Regions from separate parts of the Astyanax mexicanus genome. Here region 2 is linked to region 1. A link is a contact called in public Hi-C data. All regions are on one chromosome and are shown on one strand. The core of a region is the stretch at or near the end of the contact, and the rest is flanking DNA. Distances in the headings are between cores, read along the strand shown. Region 1 holds the start of tmem109 (transmembrane protein 109). Region 2 overlaps tmem132a (transmembrane protein 132A).

What was found. A called contact is a pair of places that touch in the nucleus more often than the background predicts.
Region 2: a Hi-C map of muscle shows a contact between it and region 1, with 9 times the contacts expected there. The contact joins the enhancer-like site here to the promoter of tmem109 in region 1. A contact is called at or near these places in 2 of 3 Hi-C or Micro-C datasets (both in muscle).

Annotation. Positions count from the first base shown.
Region 1 is chr7:45,826,588-45,834,539 of AstMex3_surface, forward strand. tmem109 (transmembrane protein 109) reads right to left here and starts at 3,062. Exons shown (of 3, transcript XM_007229480.4): 1 at 2,701-3,062; 2 at 1,728-1,830; 3 at 1-544. The coding sequence starts at 2,907. The coding sequence ends at 180. LOC125803005 (a long non-coding RNA gene) reads left to right here and starts at 1,073. Exons shown (of 3, transcript XR_007440061.1): 1 at 1,073-1,227; 2 at 1,259-1,360; 3 at 1,392-1,470.
Region 2 is chr7:45,906,261-45,914,212 of AstMex3_surface, forward strand. tmem132a (transmembrane protein 132A) reads left to right here. Exons shown (of 12, transcript XM_015604671.3): 3 at 1-149; 4 at 898-1,107; 5 at 1,807-2,318; 6 at 2,416-2,568; 7 at 4,057-4,252; 8 at 4,554-4,697; 9 at 5,528-5,730; 10 at 6,465-6,690. Among protein-coding and RNA genes, the nearest start is that of tmem132a, 6.5 kb to the left of the region's middle. Within about 2 kb of position 4,236, the one cell type or tissue checked has an H3K27ac peak away from gene starts, as active enhancers do.

The DNA.
Region 1 (7,952 bases), core at 1,812-4,311:
AAACCCTTGTGATTCAGTTTTTGCATTAAATTTGCTGTAACAGAGCTGAAACACAAAAAAAATATATATACAGTCCTCAGGTCAAGGCTTAAGAGTATGATATAATATAATAATTCAGTCACAAAACACAGATCTAAAGTCAGGATCATTTCAGTTTAGTGATCCTGGATTTGTGCCCCTTAGTCATCTTTGCTCTTCTTCTCCAACTCTCTTACCTTCCTCTCCAGCACCTTAACTTTCACTTCCATGTGTGTATTTGTATCTCCCTTGAACGGTGAGGGTCCGATACCCAGCAGGATGCAGGCAAGCACTAATCCAGCCAGTCTCATTGCTGTGGTTTCAGCAGTGGCACCAGTATCACTTAGAATGAGACCAAACATGGCAATGGCGACAGTGATCTTCACTAGCCACAGAGTACGCTGCACTATCCCTGATACAAAGCACACCGCCAAGGACAGGATCCAGTAGACAAGCACAGCCAACAGGACCCACTTAGTAACAAACGCAACACCTTCCGGAGTGATGCGCTTCACAGGCAGATTGGCTTGAAGGCAAAAAAAAGGGAAATACATATAAGCATCAATTCTACAAATCTTCCAATCAACAATTACTCAGTGTAGCAATAAGAGTAATAAATGTTTTTTTTTTTTATTAGGACCTGATTATTAGGCCATTAATGGGCTAATGTTATATTAACATTTTATATTTTAAAATACATTTTAAGGGTTTGTTTCCTGGACAGGCATAGTCGTTCACAAAATTTTCATTTATTAGAAAATTCTCCATTCTAAATACTTTGTAGCCCAAGACTAAGCTTAATCTCTGTGTGGGAAACAGTTTTAGTTTAACAGTGCTTTAATGACTAAAATAAATGTTTGTTCTTTAAGAAAGCCTGGCCTGTAATTCAGAAAAGGTTAAAACTAGACTTCGTTGTGTTGAGTTAGAGCAAGGTACAGTTGGGTAGAGTAAAGTAGAGAGGCAGGGTAGAAAAAGGTAGAGCAGGCAAGAGTAAGGTAGAGCGGGTTACAGTAAGCTACACTGGGTTACAGTAAGGTTAAAATGAGGTAGAGTGGGGTACAGCAAGATATAGTGAGGTACAGCAGGCTTTAGAGTGGGGGCAGTGAGGTAGAGCAAGGTTAGAATGAAGGATGGTGAGGTAGAGTGGGGGACAGTGAGGTAGAGCAAGGTTAGAATGAAGGATGGTGAGGTAGAGTGGGGGACAGTGAGGTAGAGCAAGGTTAGAATGAAGTACAGTGAGGTAGAGCAAGGTTAGAATGAAGGATGGTGAGGTAGAGTGGGGGACAGTGAGGTAGAGCAAGGTTAGAATGAAGGATGGTGAGGTAGAGTGGGGGACAGTGAGGTAGAGCAAGGTTAGAATGAAGTACAGTGAGGTAGAGCAAGGTTAGAATGAAGGATGGTGAGGTAGAGTGGGGGACAGTGAGGTAGAGCAAGGTTAGAATGAAGGATGGTGAGGTAGAGTGGGGGACAGTGAGGTAGAGCAAGGTTAGAATGAAGGATGGTGAGGTAGAGTGGGGGACAGTGAGGCAGAACATGAATGCTGAATAATCTTTGAGGAACTTAATTCAGGATCTTAATTTATCATGTTTCACATTGACATCAGGATATCCAACACCAAGATCACACATATCATACACTTCTAAAGTGCAGCAAAACTATTCATTACAGACTTAAATAATGTAGTGTTTTTAGAAATAATGTAGATTCACCAGTGATTCCAGCTGCTCCTAGCACTTCTGTGACATATGAGGCCAGTATGTTCAGAGAACCAGCAGTAGACTCTAAAGCCCACGTTGTAATCTCTCTTAGGGTCTGTTTAAAAACACAAAAACAATACAGCCAATAAAACGAGAACAACATTCTTACGTCTAAACATAACAGAAAATTTAACTTCCTTTTCTGAATGCCACTGTATCTGATCCAATTTTGAACAAATGCGTTAAAAACATTTTCTAGACGTTTGGACTCTCCTGCTTTACATTTAAGTGATGTTTATTCTTAAAGCCAAAGACACAAGCTAATACACCAAATTTACCATGAGATTCAAGGTTGCCCTTTAATACAGTCAAAAATCCTTTTTCATCTGTTTTGGCTTTATGACACCCCCCCTTGAAGACTAAGTCAAAACACTTTTGGCTTCATACAGGACTTTATTTATAATGAATTTGAACTTTATTTTGAAAATGTTTCATCAGCTACTGCAATTTAAAGTAAGGTGTTTTTTTTTTTTTTTTTTTTTTTAAAGATGCACCAAGATTTGTTGAATAATAAATTTCACCTTTTTCAACATTGCATTCATTTAACAAATACCCTAAATGTATTTTGCATACCTTGCTTTAAAACAATAACAAAAAACAATTACAAAACAACAAAACTACAAAAAAAGTGAAAAATATGGTTTCACAATATAGCTGATGTAAAGTTATTAGTTAACTTTAAGCAAGACCTAAAACATATTTAGGTTTGTTTAACACTTTTTGTTTGCTAAATATTTCCACAAGTTTTCCTTCCTAATTTACATAACTTTAATAATAAATAATAATAAACTTTTGACTGGTACTGTATAGTCATATGTTCTAGCTATGTTTTGTTCTGGACTTAAAACAAAGTAGTAACGAAGTAGTATACTGACTAATGGCTGGGTTTTTCTCGTCCACAGACATTAAACCAAGTTGTACCCACCTTCAGTCCTGAATCCACGGACTGTCTGCCAAACAGAGACACCAGGAACCCGTGTCCGTCCTCACACAGACTGGTGGACACTGACTGCAGAGTCTGCCACAAACCAGAGGCTTTGGGCTGGTTTTCAGACCCCGAGGACTGACTTAAACACGCCGGCGTGGACAAAATCAGCGATACCAGGACGAACAGCCATGCCATGTTAAACATTTTACAGCTACTAAAACTATTAACCTACACTTATTACGTTTCCCCTCTATCTTTACCTTTACAGGATAATGTCTGGGTGATATCAGCCAAAAATAGGACAGAAAACAGGCTTTTATAAGGAGTATAGTGACTTTTTAACAGGAACTTCAGCTTTACTTTAAAGCCAGGCGGACACTGTGCGATTTTTTTAATCGGATGCGTTCTGGAGAGCTCAAACTGCACGTTTGAATCGTTTGTCGTGTATGAACAACGCCTGCGATTCATCTGCACACACTGTACGGTCCGACTGACCTGCTGCGACAGGGGAGCTGACACTGCACGTCTAAACGCAGCCCGTAGGCGGAGCTTTCTTTGCGTACAAACTCTCGCTTCAACACAACGCCTTGCAAAAGAAAGCGCTTAGCTTTGCTTATTTGTGCCCTGTTGTGCGCTGAAAGTCCACGGAAGAGACGTACATGGACTCGCAGGTGGCTGAGGCGACGTGGACTCTACGGGTTGTCCGTTTTACAGAAGGAGAGCGCATAGAAAAATGACTGCGCGTCAGGCTGCGAAAGAAACACCAGCAGCTTAAATAAAATAAAATAATTTTATTTTTTATTCTGTTTATTGTTTATGTAAAAACTGGTTTTGAAACACTGAATATTAAACAAGCAATAGGTTATTCACACTGGATAGGGACCCTCATTTACAGTGCCGCTGAGCATTAACATTTTAAAAGGGATTTAAAAAATATATAAAAAATATAAATAAAAACTGACATTTATTATAGACGAATAAAATATATACGTAAAAAAGGAAAAATAGGACCTTAAAAAAATATAATAAAAATTGACATAAAAGGTAAAAAATGTATATCTTATGAAGATATATATTTAATGATTTGATTAATAAAAGAAGAAAAATAATTAAAATGAATAAATATAAAATATAAACTCATTAAAAATTCGTTTAAAATAACCCAGGCTTTCTGCAGATTAATCAAAGTTTCAGTTAGTTCAGTTTCAAATCATGAAAACAGCTCACCAAAACCTCAAACTATTCTTTATATTTGACAATATTTACTTACAGGCCCTTTGCTTGTACTTACAGGCCCTTACTTATTTTTATTCAACTGAACTGAGTTTCTGTAGCCTCGCGCTGAATTCAGCTCCGCGCTGCGAAAGAGAGCGAGAGAGAGGCGCAGCGCATTTTGTCTGATTTATCTTGATTAATTATCAGTACATTTATTAGCTTTAGTAAGTTTAATAGCACTAATTATACTACACTTCTCCGACCTTATTTATTAAAACGTTTATTTTAGAAGACAGAGGTTATTATGCGGGCAATGCCGCGCGCAATGCCACGCGCTGCGCTAAGCTGGCTTTGGCTAATATTCTGGAGCACTGGACGAGATTTTAATTAATAAATTAACATATTTATAATTTTAATAAATTTGCCCTGGCGAAAAGAAACGAATAATAAAATATATATTATATTTCTGTGCATGTTTTAGGTTTTATATAATTGACGGGCAGCATCAGAGGCTGACAATGTGCTTTATTTTTCAGATATAATAGCAAAGTGAAATAAAATAAATTTATGTTTGTCAAAGATATTTTCTCTTTTAATTTTTCTTTTCAAAAACTCCAGCTATTGACTGAGAATAAGCATCTGTTGAAATTCTTAAACAGCAGAATGCCTGTGTCTGCTATATTAAGCTATAAGTCTGTGTAACGAACATAAATATAAATCCTTATAACTGACAGAAATAAATATGACTAATAATTATATATAGTTACTGTGCAGATTTTTGGGAAAACAGGCCGTGACGTTAAGAAATCGGCCCGCAAAACAGCTCACACTGTGAGACAAGCGACCAAAATTTCTGGCATGTCAGAAATCCCTGGTCGCGTCCGACTGCTCATTCGCAGCTCGTATGGGCAATTAATCGGACATGGCTTCCCCTCTCACACTGCACGACAAACGACGCACGATCAAGCTAAAATTCGGCCCGATCATGAAATTCAGTCGCATCCGACCAGATCGGGCTTAAAATCGGGCTAAAATCGCACAGTGTCCGCCTGGCTTAACAGGGAAGGAAAATGCTGGAGAAGGAGGTGAGGCAGGGTTGCCAGGTCCAAAACAATATCCAGCCCAAAGTCAGTCTAAAACCCGCCCTCAGATACTTAAACTAGCCCAATATACATATGTCTGTTACATGTTTGAAGCAAATGTCAAGTGTATTTTGTTAATAATGGATTTATTATCAGTATTGCTATTTGTCTTAAAGATCTTAATAATATTGTAACTTTACTTTTATGAGTTCTTTTATAACCGTTTTATATCCCAGTCAAGAACATCTAATAGTAACATAATTAGCAAAAAAAAGAACTGACTTTTGCTAATTATTATTCTTGCCCCTTTTGAACTCTTCTATCCTCTTTAACATTTTTTTCATCGCCTTGTGATTTATGGGAGCTAAATCCTGCCAAAAATAAAACTGAAATGAAAATACTAACATGAAAATGCATACATTGTTTTGTGCTTTCTTTTTCTGAACGTGTGGAAAATATTATGACAAAATAAATAATAAGGGTCACAGGGCAAATTAAATGTCTTGCCATTTCATTTTCATTCCCATACGTGTATTTCACAGTCAAATACAAAATGAAAAAGCTGAGTGAAAAGAAAAAATAAAGCTTCACTTTGGCCATGGCTTTTCGTGATGAACTGCATAATAAATGTAAAAAAAATAAAATCAAAATGCAATGGTGACGTTAATATTTATTAGTCCTTGCAATGGGTTACCTCCTTGTTCTCCTGTTTTTTATTGTTGTGATCCAAGAAAGAGTGATTTTAGTCTGGACTTCTACACATTTGCCGCTTTTTTATTTTTTACCCGCGACTGGAATTTCAAACAAGCCCACTTTGGCTGGAAACCTACGAACCTGGCAACTCAGGGTGTGGGCAGCGTGGTGGAGCTGAGGGCAGGGCTTGACCACAGCTGGTTTATGGCGAGCCTGCCCACTCTCCCATCTCCCCTGTTATAGCAGAAATTTCCTGCTGACCGATAGAGGGAGCCCACGAGGAAGTCCTCAATAAATGGGGTGAATGGAGCTAAACGGCTAAAAACACAATTTAAAAATAGTGTCTGACTACTTGTACAGGATATTCTTTTAATTTTAGGAAGTAAAATAAAGTACTGGCTCAAACATGTAATAGCTGTACTTATTTAATTTTTCGGCAGCAAACAATATTCGGACAGAAATTACGATAGCATTAATGCTAATGTGAGCTGACTTGTTGTTAAGCTGATGCTGTTGGACTAACAGAGCATGTTTAAAAATGCTTAAAACAGAATTGATTTTTTTTATGGTTTCTCTCAGTGATGGTATAGTTACTTTGAAAAAGTAATCCGATTACTGATTACTGATTACTCCTTTAAAAAGTAACTTAGTTACTTTATGGATTACTTGATTTTAAAAGTAACTAAGTTACTTTACAAGTTACTTTATTAGTTACTTTAGGCAGCTGCAGACACCACCTCCCCCCACCTTAACATAAAAATGATAACCAGTTTTGCCAATACTGCCTTTATTGGAAAATGCATTTTTAATAGCAGCAATGTATCTCTTGACACTTAAAGTTGAACTATTTACTGAAAAAAAATCTCTTGAATGAATTTAACATAAATAATTGTTTTTATAAAAAATAAAATATGGTCTTTCTTGATTTCACTTAACATAAACACTTGTTTTTATAAAAAATATAAAATAAAGAAATTCTTTCTTGACCTGATATTTTTAAACACTATAAATCTGAACACTGAACCTGTTGGAGCGGAGGGGTTGGGGAAGGGAGCGTGCGTGCGTGTGTGTGTGTGAGGTGGAGAGAGAGAGAGTACCGCACAGTGACTTGAATAAGTAACTTTAATCTAATTACTGGATTGGAAATAGTAACGCGTTAGATTACTCGTTACTGAAAAAGGGTTAGATTAGAGTAACGCGTTACTAAGTAAGGCGTTACTGTCATCACTGGTTTCTCTGTTGTAATAATGCTTCTCTGCAATTGATCTTATTTAATATTATAGACACATTTCCAGTGTCGGGGAAAAAAATCATTAGAGTCTTGCTTGAGTTGAGTTGCAGTCGCGTCATCTTAGGTTAGGATTAAAGGTTTAAGTCAGCCTTTTTCTCGTCCTGATGTTCAGATAAAATCATTCTCCTGGAGTGTACAAAGGAAGGAGAAACTGTGGATCTGTGGAGTGAGTATGAAGGTCTATTTGACATGTCTTTCCTTTTATAACATGACAGAATGGAATAAAATAGTATATAAAGTATAAAATAATGAAAGTATATATAAATAAAAGTAAAAAAAATCCTTAAAGATCCCCAGTCTTTGCAAAATCTTAGCCTGTAACTAATCTGTGACTAAAAAGTCTTTAGATGTGAGAGAGTGTCAGACTTTAGTCCGTTTAAAGTATTTTCAGAGTTTTCAGAGTCTTTTCGAAGTTGTCTACTGTATGGTTAGCCTAAATTGTGCGACATTTGCAAGGTCCATGCATTTGTGGGATAAGCAGCAGAGCCGAGCATGTAGGTTGTGCCCACATACTTATACCCATGAAAAATTTTCCAAATCCTCTCCGCCAATTCTTGAAGTTGCCGTATCACATGGGCCCTATCCAGATCAGTCATCGTGGCATGATGCTGATTCTTGAAGCAGGTACCTATTGACCACAGTTGCAGGGCCCATGCTCACAGGTGTTACGAATCAGGTGAAAATACCAACAGCAAAACAAGATGCTTGGCAATGGTAGAGAATATTTGGCCAATATGTGCAACTCACATACTTAGCTCTGCAGCTCATCCTACAAATTCATGTTACTTACAAATGTTGCCCAATGTAAAAAGGAAATTAACAAGCTTTTAACCACTAAACAATTTATTGCAAAGAAGCAATGTTACAACAAATTAACAATCTACCAAACACAAATGTCCTTATTTTTTGTGCTATGTTTATGATTTTGCTTATTTGTTCTATATAAACCCATTCATTTTGATGCGCCC
Region 2 (7,952 bases), core at 2,986-5,485, 81 kb after region 1:
CTTTCCCTTTATCTCAGGCTGACCTGGGCCTCCTCTTCACCAACTCCAGCCCATTCTCCTTCACACAGTCCCTCCTGCTAATGCCTCCGCTAGCAGCTGCCTCCAAGCCAGGCCTTCGCGCAGCGTTCGGGCCCTACTCTGTCACTCAGGTATATCAACACTTTACTCATATAAAATAATCCACTCAAATGTATACATCATTTCAGAATAAATAAATACTGTTACTATATAGCACTAGGGGTGGGCAATATGGCCCTAAAATAATATCACAATATTTCATGGTATTTTGTGATAACAATACTCTTGGCGATATGCTAACACTAAATTTAAAAAATATATATTTCAAGAATTCACTAATGCAACAAAATATTTTTTTTTATTTTATTATTGCATACATATTGCACATCCCTAACTGAGATATTAAAAAATACAAGAATTTTCCAGATTTTTTCCAGAATGTCATGATATTAAAATGCACCCCAAATATCTCTATATATCCAGGATTACAGTAAAATAAATGATACTGGACAGATATAATCTGTCTCTAGAAGATATATCATGGGAAATTAGAACAGTGTGAATCTTCCTTTTGCTAAAACAGTAAAAAAGTACTACGCTGATGTGATAATTAGGGGTGGGTGATATGGCACAATATTTCAGGATATAATATCATTTACGATATTATATTATTCACGACATTGGAATTATATGTGTTTTTGATGGTACTGTCAATATTTCACATACTTTGATAACAACAACTATTTTAAGGCTAATTTAAATGGGAAACTGTGGTTATCTATTTATAGAGATCTCTTGTTAAATGATCCTCACAATTTGATTGATACTTTGAAAGCCTATTTGTAACGTGTTTATTTTTTGTCTTCTCTCCTCCTCAAGCTTGTTTCTGAACCCATCGCTCCTCTGACAGCTCCTCTTGTTGCGTATCTCCTCTCCAAAACGGTTGTGTGTGAGCATGAGGCTGATCGAGGAGAGAGGCTAAAGGTCAGAGTGCTGTTCCACATGAGGGGTGATGCTAACAGAGGAACATGTGTGACTCTTCATGCCTTCAAACAGACAGAGGAGCAGAAAGCCTCATGCATCACTCAGGTACTGACAAATGTTCAGGATCTAGATCTTTAGAACATCTCAAAAAAATGTTTTATGTGTGTGTCTTTGCTTGAAATATTATTATATAGGAAAGCAGGATATAAGTATATAGATGTTACAGTGGTATGAATTGATTTGCACCTGTATTTGCTAATTGAATTAAGCTGTTTTACCTACAATGACCTTGCAGATACAAGGTATCCTTTACAATAGATGGTCAGACAACTCACCCTGCAAAAAATAATTACAGGAAGTTACACTGTCGCACATTTATATGTATTAATTATATAATTTAACTACCTTGCTTCCCAATAACCATATGTTGCTAGGGGCAAGTACAAATAAGCTTCACCATACATGTAGATAAGTGTAAATTCCACCCAGTGAAAACACTGATAGGTCTATGAAGCAAAAAAGAGACCAATCAGGATGTGAATCCTGCCTAAAAAGCGCAGTGAAAGGTCTAATGAGCACGAGAACATGGAGTCACACTTACCAGGTCACTCCGCACACTTTTGCCCTATGAAAATGCTCTCAGAGGCTACTGGGTAGTTTAGTTTGAGAAACTGTTGACTGCTAGACACACCACTACAACTCAATCCAGCCAATATGAATTGCAGTCTGTGTTTCTGTCTTTACTCTTTTCCCCCATTATATTTTGCTTTTGTCTAATCCCTTACCTCTGTACTTATCTCAAAGCCCCCTCTAGGACTGTGTGTGGTCACAATGACCTTTCCCAAGGACTGGTTTGAGCCTGACCAGACAATTCACCAACACCGGAGTAGCCAAACCTTCAGACAACGGCACCCACACAGAGTACGAGCTCATAACCACAGCCGGCGACAGCAGAACTTCTCAGCAGCCCTCAGGGCCAAACCTGGGGTCCTCACTCAAACGATACAGCTCTACTACTCATCATTCGGCACTGTGACCAACCTTAAGTTAACGCCCCCTAGATGTGTGGAGGATAAAGTGCAGCAGTCGCAGAGAAAACTGTTCTACATCAGTCCTGTGACTCTTGAGGACAAAGCAGCCAAAGGTAACAAGACAAAACAGGGCATTTCCTGCCTAGACAACTTTGAAGAGGAGGAGCTGTGGCTGAATTCAGATGTGCTGATTCGCTATTATAAGGGACCTGTGCGAGCTGGACGACCGGTTGGAATATCGATAAATCTAAGGTCCAACTTTAGCAGTGAATCTGTCATTGTGAGGTATGATAGACTCTGTTGTCAAACAATTTCAATCATAACTTGTATAAAATAATCTGTATGAGTCAGCTGTATAACACAGTTTTGTATTTTTATTCAGATTTAAAGTAAAGAAAGGATTACTCTCACTGCAAGCTCAACCTTCCATAACCTTTGACCTGTGGACTGTCAAAGTGGAAAGGACATCAGGTTCTAAGCATGAAACCATTTCTATAATCTCTCGTAGAAATGGAGCTGCTCAGGACACACAAGGGTAAGTTCAAAACAGTGTGATTAAAATATCACTAAAGCCCTATCCGGACGGGATTCGTTTCTCAGGGGGGGTCTGTGAAAAATATTTCACACTTTTACTTAGTAATAAAACTCTTGCATCTGAAACGCAATTGAAAAATCAGGAGGACCAGTGAGTTTTTTGGCTTTCTCACATGACATTCAGTATGATGTTCAGTAGCTCCTCCATTTCCACTCGCTTTTACGTGTTTACGTGGATCTCTGTGGAAACGTGCACCCAAAGTGTAATTACGGTGAATGGCAGTGGACAAATAGTTATTTTATTAAACGCAAGGTGACGAAACTCAGAGATTTGCGTCTGGATGGGACTAAAAGGACCACGGAGTTCAGCGAAAAACAATAGGTAATTCAGCCTAAAATTTTCTCAGAGGACGTCTGGAAAAAAAAACACATACATGGTCATTCCGGATGGGAATAAAATCACAGCATAAAGAGACCCCGCATAAAAGAGAAAATTACCCCAGGACCCCTTGAGAAACTAATCCCATCTGGACAAGGCTTAAGAAAGGATTTTTAAATCCATGTATTCATCTTATTATCTGATTCAGGGTCAAAGTGAGTCCAGGGATTATCTGGAATCATTGGCTGCAAGCCCCCTGGACAGGGCATCCATTTTTTGCAAGGAATTCTAAATAGCATTTAAAAACTGTTTAGATGTAAACTGTATCATTCATACCTAATACATCATATTGTCTCCCCTAACCTTAATAACAGTGTCAGTCCTGTCAGACAGGAATTACACTAGTAGCTTGAGAAAGTTTTAGTCAAAGTTATTTGGAACTGGGCCTCTAATATAAAGGTCACTTTATCCATTCAAAGAACCATTTAAGGAAAATAATTGGCATGGTTAATTACTGAAATGCCAGAAGTTATGGGACAAGAACTGTGAGAATTGTGTCCCATGGATTTTGCCCCATGAAGCTAAAGACTGCTGAACTGAACTGTGAGATGTGCATGTAGGGCCTTGAGTATGATTCAATACAGATGTGGTTTCTGACAGAACGGTCGATTTGCTTGGGCAAATCTAGCCAGTGTGTCTAGCCAAATGTCTCATCCTTGTGGCACCCACTATCAGGTCTCACTCAAACTCTGATAATTCATGTCTCCTTGCCCTGAGCATGCTGGCCAGTGTTCAGCCTTACTCACAAGAAAACACCTCAAAAAACATAAAAACAGATGTGCACATTCCCAAGCCCTTCACTTGAGATAACAGTTCATGAGCTACTTACATACTGCTGATGTGCCATGACTTTTGGCTTTTTTCTACAAGTGCTGTCAGCATTACAAAAACAACATTTGAAAAATTCGACTGCCAGTATACAATACCCTTGTTGCAAATAGATGTAAATAATTATGTTCAATTTACACATATGTGTTAATTTTTTTCTTTTTGTCTGGTCAACCTGAAGCATTTGTTCATTCCTTGATTATTTTATCTCTTGTCCTTCAGCACTGTGGCTCTGAGGCAGGTGGCCTGTCTCTCAGTGGAAGGTTTACGCAGAAGCTTTGGAGTCGCCATGACTGTTGCAGTTAGCTGGTGGGTGGAGTACTCCTTACACACTAGCTTGGGGTCACCACCTGGGGCAGTGATGAGTTTCCTGTCTTTTACAGACAGAGAGATAGTGGGCATCGCCCCCATCACGGAGGTGAGTCACTCCAGCTGCATGCTGGTGCAAACGGGCCAATGAGTATTTAGCTGAAACTGAAATCAGGCCACAACTGAAACAGTAGCACTACTGCACCAGCAGCAACTCGAGAGCAATATGAATGTTGCATATTTTAGTTTGCACTTTTGTTGCACTGAAAACTTTTTAAACACAGTAGTTCCAGAATTGTTTTTTAATTGGTTGGTAAAATTATATTTTTACACTTTGTTTTGGTAAATTTACACTAATGTTGCTTATGAAAGAAGTATCTCACTGTTTTTTTTTTTTTTTCGATTCACAGAGCAACACGATAATCAATACGGCCATCTTGACGAGCCAACCAGTTTCCCTCCCTGTCATTGTACTGGGTGTGGGGCATGATGGGAAAGTATCAGATATTACTGCAGCAGTAATGTGTCGATCAACTAATGAAGACATTGTTAAGGTAATTAGACATTTACAATGAGTGGAACCTCAGAGTTTATTACATGAGAGAAAATAATGGAGCTTAACTGTACATTTCTGAATTCTCATTAGTATCATTAGTCTGATTATTCTGATTAGAATTTTGGTATTTGGCCCATAGTGCAAACCACCCCACAGCAAATAGAGGTCCCTGATCTTCAGTACAAGCTACGCACCAATCACCCACAACTTTGGATTAACAACTTTAAACCCTTCTTAAAGTTCTAAGAAAATGAAAATGAAAAGAAAATTGAATTATATGCCCAGCACAACAGCACAAGTCAGTGACATGCAAAGAAAAAGAGCGGCTTTGTTTCTGTACTAACATTAAGATTTGAAAATACATGATGATAAGCATTTTAACAATGGCCTTTTGCATGTTTGGGTATGATTGCTTAATGTTTAAATATTCAGCCTATGCCCCCAATCTCCATTCCTCTTTAAAAGAGCATTAAGGCACCAAATATTTTATTTAGCTCACAATGCAACAGATTTTTTACTGTATATGTTTTATAGTATAATATAAGAGTCTTCTTTCCATTTCTTTCCATTACTGGATATAATTCAGGTCTAAAAGGATTAGGTACGTAAGTCTGTGTTTAAAATGAGTTTACTCCAGCACCACCTAGTGGCAGAGCAGTGCTTCAACTTTAATTACACTTGTCAAGAATTGACCATTTTAAAGGGTAAAGCGGAATAAAAATTAAACTGCAATAAGTCTTAAATCTGAAACTGCACCTTCTTCTGTCTTTACATGTTTCTACACATGCATAAAACACATCTGTTCTTTCTAATTCTTGTTTATGGCAGGTGTCGAGTGACTGTTCCGCCCTGTTTGTAGATGGGAGTGAGTCTGGGATGGGCAGTACCTGTGTGGAGGTGGAGTTTTCTCTGGGTACTCTCAAGGGCTCCTTATGCATGGCTGTGTGGGCTCCTGTGGTTCCTCTCCGGATCTCTCTCTCTGACTCTGTCCTGAGTCCCATCAGAGGCTGGAGCTACCATACAGAGAGCGGGTATGCTCTGCTCCAAGACCTTCAAAAACAATGAAAATTGTTAAAAATAAGGTTATGAGCCATTTGGGTGCTAGGAATATAAATAAATACTTGCCGTTCATTTTCCCTCACAACACCTACCCTCAGAGAACTGTTAACACATCATTAGACTCATGCTGTCTTCCATCTTAACTAGTATGTTGTAATTTCTCAGTTCCAAGTAGGAAGTTTTTATTGGAATAATCCTACAGGTCAGATGTTTTATTTAAAAGTTGTGAGAGCTTTTATTTGTTTGTGCATCATTAAATCAGTCGTACACACTTCTGACTGTGGACATGTTTCAATGGTGTTTATATGCACAAAATAATGTATAATGCCTTGGTATTAACTAGTATTCCTAGCAATGCTGACTTGGAAAAGTTCTAACCATGATAGCTGATATCTGAATGTTTAACAGTAATGTCATCAGCCCAATATGGTGTCTTTCCCAGCTGTGACATACTGCTATTACTACTACTAACAACATTTTTTTAATCAGGCAATTCATTTTATAAGTAAAATTCAGTATTTATACAGTATTTAGTATCTTTTCAAGTGAGTTTTTGTGCTATTTCCAATTACATCATTTATTTAAATGATAGGTACAGTTGTTACTGTATTTAATGCACATTTGTATTTTAAAATTCATCTTTCACTATCTTTATTTTTCCTTCTCTTTGTGACTGTTTTCCTCTCTTCCACCTTGTCTTTTTCAGATGCAGTCCAGTCTATCAGCGCTCCACCATTCAGATCCTTGCACAATTTAGTGCTCGACCAGTGGGTCCAGGGGGTCAGCCAACCTACATGCTTGGATCACCTGATTGGTTTGTAGACGTAACAAACTTGGTTCGTAATTGGCTGAGGATAGACAACCCACGTGTCGCAGCTCTTGATAAGCAAAACAATCTAATCGGATTGGAGCCTGGCTTAACTTCACTACATGTGAGTATTTGAAAATCATCAAAAAATTATATAATAATAAATACTATTAGTTTTATGTACATTGCAAAAAAATCTAATACACTAACTACTTCTAACCTCATTTCCTTCTTCTTCTCTTTCACTCCTCTATCCCATTACTTCCCTTTGACCTCCTTTAGGCCCTATCTAAAGATGTTTTTACCTTTAACTTCTATTACTTTTGTACTTCACTATTGTAAGTCTCTTTGGACAAAAGCGTCTGCCAAATGTAATGTAATGTAATGTAATTATTCTAGTTCTTAGAATAATAAATCAGATTAAACTGCACCTGAACAGTTAAGTAAGGATTGCATTCTTACCACAAACAAACCATCCCGGTGTTAATTTAGGACCAGACCAAGACGATCTCCTATTATAGACATACCTGTCAAGTTTTGGACTTAAAAATAAGGGATTTTTTCCGCCGCCCCAACAGCCCAAACGAGGGGAAAAAAAATAATATATATATATATATATATATATATATATATATATATATATATATATATATATATATATATATATATATTTAATAGATTTCAAATTGAAATTGAAGGGTGCACAAATTTACAAAAAGGACATGGATCAGATATATTCCATAAGTAAATAATAGTCCTAAGGGGCCTACACAATTAATAATCTTTCATTAATACTTCTTTCTATCGTTCAGTCCACTCCTGATCAGTTCAGTTTCAGCCCTCTCCACATTTTCTCTCTCTCCAGCTCAACCATCTCTTCTACCCCTTCTAAATAATACATTACATTACATTAAAATACATTACCACAATACTTGAGATTTAAACAAATTCTAACAAACCCTAAAACTAGCCCTGAACTAATAGAGTTTGGAAATGATAGTTATTGGCTGATCAGGCACATCAGGGCAGGGCATTATATATATATGTAGATTTTTCTCAAACCCTGAATATCTATCTAGCTAATTCTAAAGTTAAGCTAACTGAGTCACAAGCTGTATTTTATTAAATTGGGTTTAATTTATGTTTAGATTCAGAGAAGAGTCTTTTTAACCAGCTATCAGAAACAATCTCATCACAGTTTACATGGTTAGTTACCTTTCTTTTAGAAAAAATTCCGTATATCCAGATTAGTTTTAACGACAGCTGCTCCGACTAGCTGCCTGAACTCACAGCGAGGGGAGGGGCGGGGCTTCCCGCACACTAAACTGCGCTCCGCAAAACCAGCTAGCTGATTGGCTTTTTCTCCTGAAAGGCGGGACTTTCTCC